Linked DNA regions of Zea mays: region 1 is linked to region 2. A link is a contact called in public Hi-C data. All regions are on one chromosome and are shown on one strand. Each heading gives the region's core, a stretch centred on a gene start, on an enhancer-like site or on the middle of the called end of the contact. The rest is flanking DNA. Distances are from core to core; before and after follow the strand shown.

The links. Hi-C and Micro-C count contacts between places; a contact is called where the count stands out from the background.
Region 1: a Hi-C map of leaf shows a contact between it and region 2, with 2.7 times the contacts expected there. The contact joins the promoter of LOC100274063 here to the promoter of LOC100304006 in region 2. A contact is called at or near these places in 9 of 25 Hi-C or Micro-C datasets (bundle sheath, ear, endosperm and 3 more).

The regions. Positions count from the first base shown.
Region 1 is chr7:116,277,043-116,280,620 of Zm-B73-REFERENCE-NAM-5.0, reverse strand. It overlaps LOC100274063, which reads right to left and starts at 1,458. Exons shown (of 10, transcript NM_001148442.1): 1 at 843-1,458; 2 at 231-319; 3 at 3-110. The coding sequence starts at 1,097. LOC100193257 reads left to right here and starts at 1,225. Exons shown (of 4, transcript NM_001138406.2): 1 at 1,225-1,453; 2 at 2,384-3,016; 3 at 3,449-3,547. The coding sequence starts at 1,292.
Region 2 is chr7:116,015,696-116,018,930 of Zm-B73-REFERENCE-NAM-5.0, reverse strand. LOC100304006 reads left to right here and starts at 1,736. Exons shown (of 2, transcript NM_001329106.1): 1 at 1,736-1,907; 2 at 2,020-2,538. The coding sequence starts at 1,841. The coding sequence ends at 2,198.

The DNA.
Region 1 (3,578 bases), core at 209-2,708, 260 kb before region 2:
ACAGCTGCCCAAAGAAGAGTATTTCTGCCTTCTCATCTATAGTTGCCTCCACAGCTTTAAATCCCAGTTCTTGCAAAGCCAATTGCTCAACCAATCCTGTCAGAACAAAGCTGTCTAAAGAACACTCAGAATGATTTATTCAATACACATGTACAGTAAAATCAAACTTGCGAGCCTCACTCTATACAACATAAAATTCAAATACCTGATGCGCAAAGGTTATGGCTTACCTTACTCCACAGCCTACCATGCTGAGCACAACAGTTTGCCATTCCCATGGCACATCCCATCGGCGAACGATCGCCCACTCGTCTGAACTCTGCTTAGGCACAGATAATGTCACAAGATCCACGCCAGTCACCACAAAAACATGATGAAAGTTGGAATAGGCGAAATGCATCTAAAGTCCACAAATGTCCAGGATTCCACTACATACATTGCTTTTACAATCTTATATGGATTCCTGAACGCTTACTCTGGTGCATCCATATACTGATTGGTTTGTTGCGCATGCGCACCCAGGTTCGCGTCAGCCAGGCCGACAAGACACGATAATTCTGGGCGTACGTGCAGATGCAAGGAAATGGTCTCAAAATAACTTACTTTACATCTGCTTATGCAGACCACGTCCCTCGCATGCAGTCAACGAAACAAACGCTCAGCTACACAGTGGTTCAGAATAGGATGGTGCGCAGACAGTATATTTTCCTAGCTTGTTCCGGAAGCTAAATTCTACACTTAACATACTGCATCCCTAATTCCCTTTGTTATTCACAACCGGAGCATGTATTTGTTGTGTTTAATTCAGGAGGTTATAAAGAAATGGAACGTTTGAGCATCACCTTATCTGAAGGCGGGGGCGTCTTGTTCTTGGCATTGTAGGAGAAACACGCGTAGCCTCCGCCCCTTCTGCAGCTCCTCCTCCACTGGCCAGTCACCGGCCTCCGCTGCAACCGCTGCTGAGACCTTGCTTCTACGCGGACAGCTGGGAATGGCTTCCTTTGTCTCAAGAGGAGGACGGGTATGCACGGGAGCGGCCGGAGGAGGATAAGTGATAGCGGCGGCGACGACAGTGAGGAAGACGCCATCGGAAACATGCCTTCTGCACTGCCCCCTCTGCTCTGCTGTCTCGCGGCTTAGCGGGGATAAGATGAGGAGTCTTTAGAAAATCATGCACACTACCAGGTGAAAACAGAAGTTGTAAAGGTACTCGTGAAATATCCTATAGATTGAGGGTCCGCATAGCAAAAGAGAAGTTAGGCCTTCTTGTCCGCTTGTGTTGGCGGCGGCGATGGCGACGTCGGCGAGCACGTCCGGCGAGTGGCTCAAGGGCGCGCTGCAGGAACTTCGGGAGCGTAAGGGCAGCTCGCTGGAGTTCGACTCGGATCTCATCTCGGGCCTCGTCTCCTTCTGCGAGCTCGCGCCTCCCTCCGACGCCACCAGCTATCTCGAGGTTCGTTCTCCAGTGTCCATCCATTTGGACGGTGTGTGTATTGGGCGATTGCTCCCAGATTGCTGTGCTATTGGGATCTGGGTTTGTACGGCTTTCGTTGTATGGAGCGGATGATTGAATTATCTAAAATGCCTCAGCTTCATGTTATTGGGAGTCTTAGGAATTTTCTATAATGGGTACAAAATTCAAGTGCTTCAATGAATTTTCCCGTCATGACTGAGATTTATATCCTGATGCAGTATTGTAAGCGCCATTGGGTGTCATGTAGTGTCTAGGGCATAACGAGATGCTGATCATTGTTCTGCTGCTGGGTGTGAATTTTGGTCAAAACTATCTGGTTTCTTTAAGGCTTGATGTGAAGGTAGATTGTTATTTCCACTGCCATTTTTGCATTGCCTTCTCATACTGATGCAAAATCATGTGATGTTTGTCACTTGTCTAATTGATTCCACTGCCATTTTTGCATTGTCTTCTCATTCTGATGCAAAATCTTGTGCTGTTTGTCGCTTGTCTGATTGATGTGTATGTACTATTCTCTCAAAATCAAGGAACACATTTCTCAGTGTAATATGTTATATGTCTCTTTATGTTCATCTCGAACTTGAAAAGGATGAACTAAACACGCTTTGCCCAAATACCCATGAGGCCATGTTAGTTGAACTAGTGTGCCCTTAGCATTTTTCCCTTTCTTTCTCATTTATTATTTTCTCAAAACTACACTCTCAGTTGGCCAGTTTGCATTACTTCATTAGTACCGTTGTAGCTCAATCTCTCCTTCCATTAGTTCTTTTGTTTTGTTGTATGTGTTTTGTACCACTTGTTTTCAAGCCACATCATCAGTACATCATGACTTTTCAAGCACAAATGTTGAGACTGCTGTAGCTTAGTTGACATAAACATTTCTCATGGTTTGCACCTTTAATGGTGCAGAATTTTATTGGGAAAGAAGCTGCTCAGGACATCATTCAAGAATACTTGCGGAGGAGGGGTCACATTGGTTCCTCAAATGGAACTGAGAGCTTTCAGTCATCTAACCTTCAGCCTTATGTTAAGCCTTCAGCTGATGCAGCAACTACACAAACAAAGAAACAAACACGCACGCAAAAAGATTCAGCATCTTCTTCTAGTCAGAGTTCTAAGAGTCAATCAGAAATTGCAGAATCACAAGTTCCTTCCAAGAGAGGTTCAAAAAAGAAAGGAGCAAAGGTCATTTCCCTCGCTGAGGCAGCAAAAGGTTCTATTGTCTTCAAGCAGGGGAAACCTTGTTCATGCCAAGCACGGCAACATGACCTTGTCAGCAACTGCTTATCATGTGGCAAAATTGTGTGTGAACAAGAGGGCGAGGGACCCTGTAGTTTCTGTGGCGCACTTGTCTTGAAGGAAGGTAGCACTTATGCTGGTCTAAGTGATGTTGGGCTACCCCTTTCCGAAGCAGAAACTGCAGCTGAAGCATATGCAAAGAGGCTTGTTGACTATGATAGAAATGCTGCAGCAAGGACTAAAGTTTATGATGACCAAAGTGACTACTATGAAATGGAAGGAAACAGTTGGCTCTCTTCAAAGGTACCACATTTGATTATTTGTACTTGATAGTTATATTGCATCCCTTGTGGATCATACATGCTCATATTTTAACGCTGCTCGACCCATTGATCTTTGTTATGTCTATGCTAAGCCTTCATCTACAAATATCATACCAAGTCTGTTATGCGCAAAGTACATCGAATCCTAATATGAGAATTAATTTTATTATAAGTATCTGTTATTGCAGAGTATTCCTTCTAGTTTTAATGATTTCCACAGAGCTAGCTTTATTTTCATAGCGAACTCATATTTGGTGTCCTTAACAATTAACATCAATACTATGTATTTCTAAGAACATGTGACTTCAAGGACAAGACAAGAAGCTACTGTGTTGCTGTTTTCAGATATATACATGTCCATTCGAGATACATTCAAGAATGCTAACTGTAGATACCTATTTTCACACTCCAGGAGAGGTCAGTCCTGAAGCAGCAGCAAGAGGAAGCTGAGGAAGCAGCTAAAATCCAAAAGGGTAAAGTGATTGTTACATTTGATTTGGTGGGCCGTAAGGTAATTCCTGCTGGACATCAGTGCTTTTGCA
Region 2 (3,235 bases), core at 487-2,986:
CGAGGCGGAGCGACTGACCAAATCCCTACCAAACAAGGTTGTGAGGCAGAGCGACCGACAGGGTCCCGGTCGAGCAAGTCCGCGAGGCGGAGCGACCACCAGGTCCCCATCGAGCAAGTCCACAAGGCAAGGTGACTGACCAGGTCCTCGTCGAGCAAGTCTGCAAGGCAAGGTGACCGACCAAATCCCTATCAAGTAGGATCGCGAGGCGGAACGACCGACCAAGCCCTTTCGAGCAAGTCCGCGAGGCGTAGCGACTGATCAGGTCCCTGCCGAGCAAGTCCGCAAGGTGGAGCGACCGACCAAGTCACTATCGAGCAAGTTCGTGGAGTGGAGCGACTGAGCAGGTCCTTGTTGAGCAAGACCGCGAGGCAGAGCTGTCTTAACTAGGTCTTAACCAAGGAAGAGAAGCAAGATGGAAACCCAAGTCAAACGTCTCAAAATCCACGCCTACTAAGACAATACATGACATCTCGGGCCATGGCCAGTCATCCGAATGGTAGGTCGTAGGCACGTCGAGAAACCGCTAAAGACATGAACACACCTCCGGAGCACGGTCCCAAAATGTGCTTCCACATCTTCGAAGGACCGAACGACCCTGATCATAAAATACCTCAGCATCGGAGCTTCATACTGGGTGTATGCCTACGCACACCAACGAGTGACGTAGGCTTGTGACGACAGGCAAGACCGCACGACGCGTGATTGCTCCATACGACTTACCCGCGGGACCCTTCGCGCACTATCACAAGGATGTTAGCGAAAGACCGACAAAAAGAACCCGTATGACGAGCGAACGAGACAGTACGCTATAATGGGAGTACGGCTACGCACGACCCTACGGGCAGCACCAGAGGAACCACGTTGCCTAAGGGTCGCCAGTGGAGCTCCTCCCAACAGAATGCAAGTCCTCATTGTAGAGTCCAGCCCTTAAACTATAAAAGGGAAGGACCCCCTCTTTTTCTGAACACACAGGCACACCAGTTGTAACACGTCCTCAACAATACTACGATCAACACTACACGAGATTATGACGCAAGCTTGAGCCAGAATAATCCACCGTCTCAAATCCATCGCTCGAGACTCAACGATTCACCATTTGGAGTGAGTCTGCGCTAGCATCCCCGCCAAACACAAATCTTACCGTCTCTATTTTCTGAAACCACGACAGATGTCTTATGTCTGAACTTAATTGTAGTTAATGATAATCAATTCATGTTTTATCCGCCAAGTATCCGGTATATGCATTTATCCGGCCAAATAATATATGTATTTATCACTTATCAGTCCGAGTTAACATTCGATCTTTGTATTCGTATCAATCTCGTTTCTAAATATCTATATCCGATTCCGAATCTAATTAAAATACATTAAGGCAGGATCCGTTTTCACCCTATATATATTGTTATAGGTAAGCTTGGTATTGGACCTACACGGCTGGAATCCAAACGTCACGGGATCACGGCGACTGGCCAAATTTTGGTCAGGACGACGTGGGCTCAAATCCGAACGCGTCCGAATTCTGAACTCAAATCTCCTTTGCCCCTCTCTCCCAAAAAAATTATCCTCAGCCCAACGCCGGCCTTGGTGAGGCGGCCCGCTGGCCCATCCATCCTGGAAAACGGGCCGGAAAGTCAGAGGGACCAGCGGTGGGCAGTTGGCCCCAAGGTGACAGCCGCAGTGGTGCCGGCGGTGTGGCACGTAAAATTAGGCGGGTGAAGCTGACCCGGCTGGCGTACGCAAGCGACCCGGCAGTTTCGAAACCTCCGAAAGCGTCATTTAAAGCCCACGGGTACCACCACTCTACTCTTCGTCCTCCTCGATCGTCCCAACAACCGCAATGGCGCAGCAGAGGCTTCTCGCTCTCCTCCTGGTGGCGGCCCTCCTCGTGCTCTCCTGCTCGCAAGGTAAGGTTGACGCGGCCGCCGCGCGCCCGGCCAGGCTAGCTAGCGCTGCTGCCTGCTCTTCCGATTCCGTATAAGTGATGCCGTCGCTGTGTTGGGTTGTGATGGAGCGCAGGGCTGGTGGAAGCGCGGAAGGTGCAGGTGCGGCGCGCGCCCCTCGGCGGCGGCCGCCTGCTTCCGGAGGCGATGATGGCGTACACGACGACGGACTACGGGCCCCCCACTGCCAACACCAACACCCACGGCGGCATGGTCCCGTCGCCGGACGACCCCTCCTCGCCGCCGACGCACTGACCGGCCAGTCGATCTCACCGGCAACAACTGTCTTGTTCTTTGGGATTGGAGCTTTGGAAGAGAAAATTGGAGGATAGGATCGGAAGAAGCTGGTGGTCGTGTTCTTCTCCCTTTTTGGGCGCGCGTGTTGTGTGCTGCTGTGTCTGTGTACTCCAGCTGTAGCTGCTGCTGTGCTTAGCTGATTGAAGTTTGAACTGTAGTGGGTCCACAGTATTATGCATGTTTTGTTTGGTGAGACGTCAGAACCCATCATTGAATCTTGTCTGAATCTAGTCAGCTCTATGTAAAGTGGAAGCGATACATGAATGTACGTAGTAAAATGGAACAGAATTCGTCGCCAGTCCAGGCTGCAGTGCTCCCCTCTAGCTAGCTACACTGCTTGTGTTTCTCTGTCTCTGTGCATGCATATGGATGCATGTGAACTCGATCAGTTTGGTGCCTCTGAACTGAATGATTACCGTTTTCTTTTCTCCGGGTGTCCAATGTGTGAAGACCGATCGATGATTGATGGCTAGAGCTGAGAGCCACCCTCGCAACATGCGCAGCGCCTAACCCACCCCGATCTCCCAAACAGATATAAAATGAGTGTCAACCAAAATACTAAAATGGGGTGGGTGTGGGGGGAGTGTCTTCTGTATACGGGGCCTAAAATGATTGATGTCAAACAAGAATCCTTTGGAGCTTCGCTTCTGTTCATTTTTTTTTCTTTCCTTGCAAAATACTAAACAGAGTGTACTGCCGCCCGAGTCAACTCCGTGAGTTGAAGTCATGCAAACTAGAGACTCTAGGAGCGAGCCGTAAGCTAATATATTTAGTTTGAGGTCAAAGTAGGATGGGCGAAGGCGATACTGTTCTCTCGATTTTTTTTATCACATCATCACCAAAACTACACATTGTTACCAAAACTACTCAGGTGTTTATATCGTTCCTACGTAACTCTCGTCCAAACATTATAAAAACTATAATTAGATTTTTCATCCCCTGGTATACATTCAACCAAACACATCCTAATAAATTAAAGACCGCCACGCCGCCGC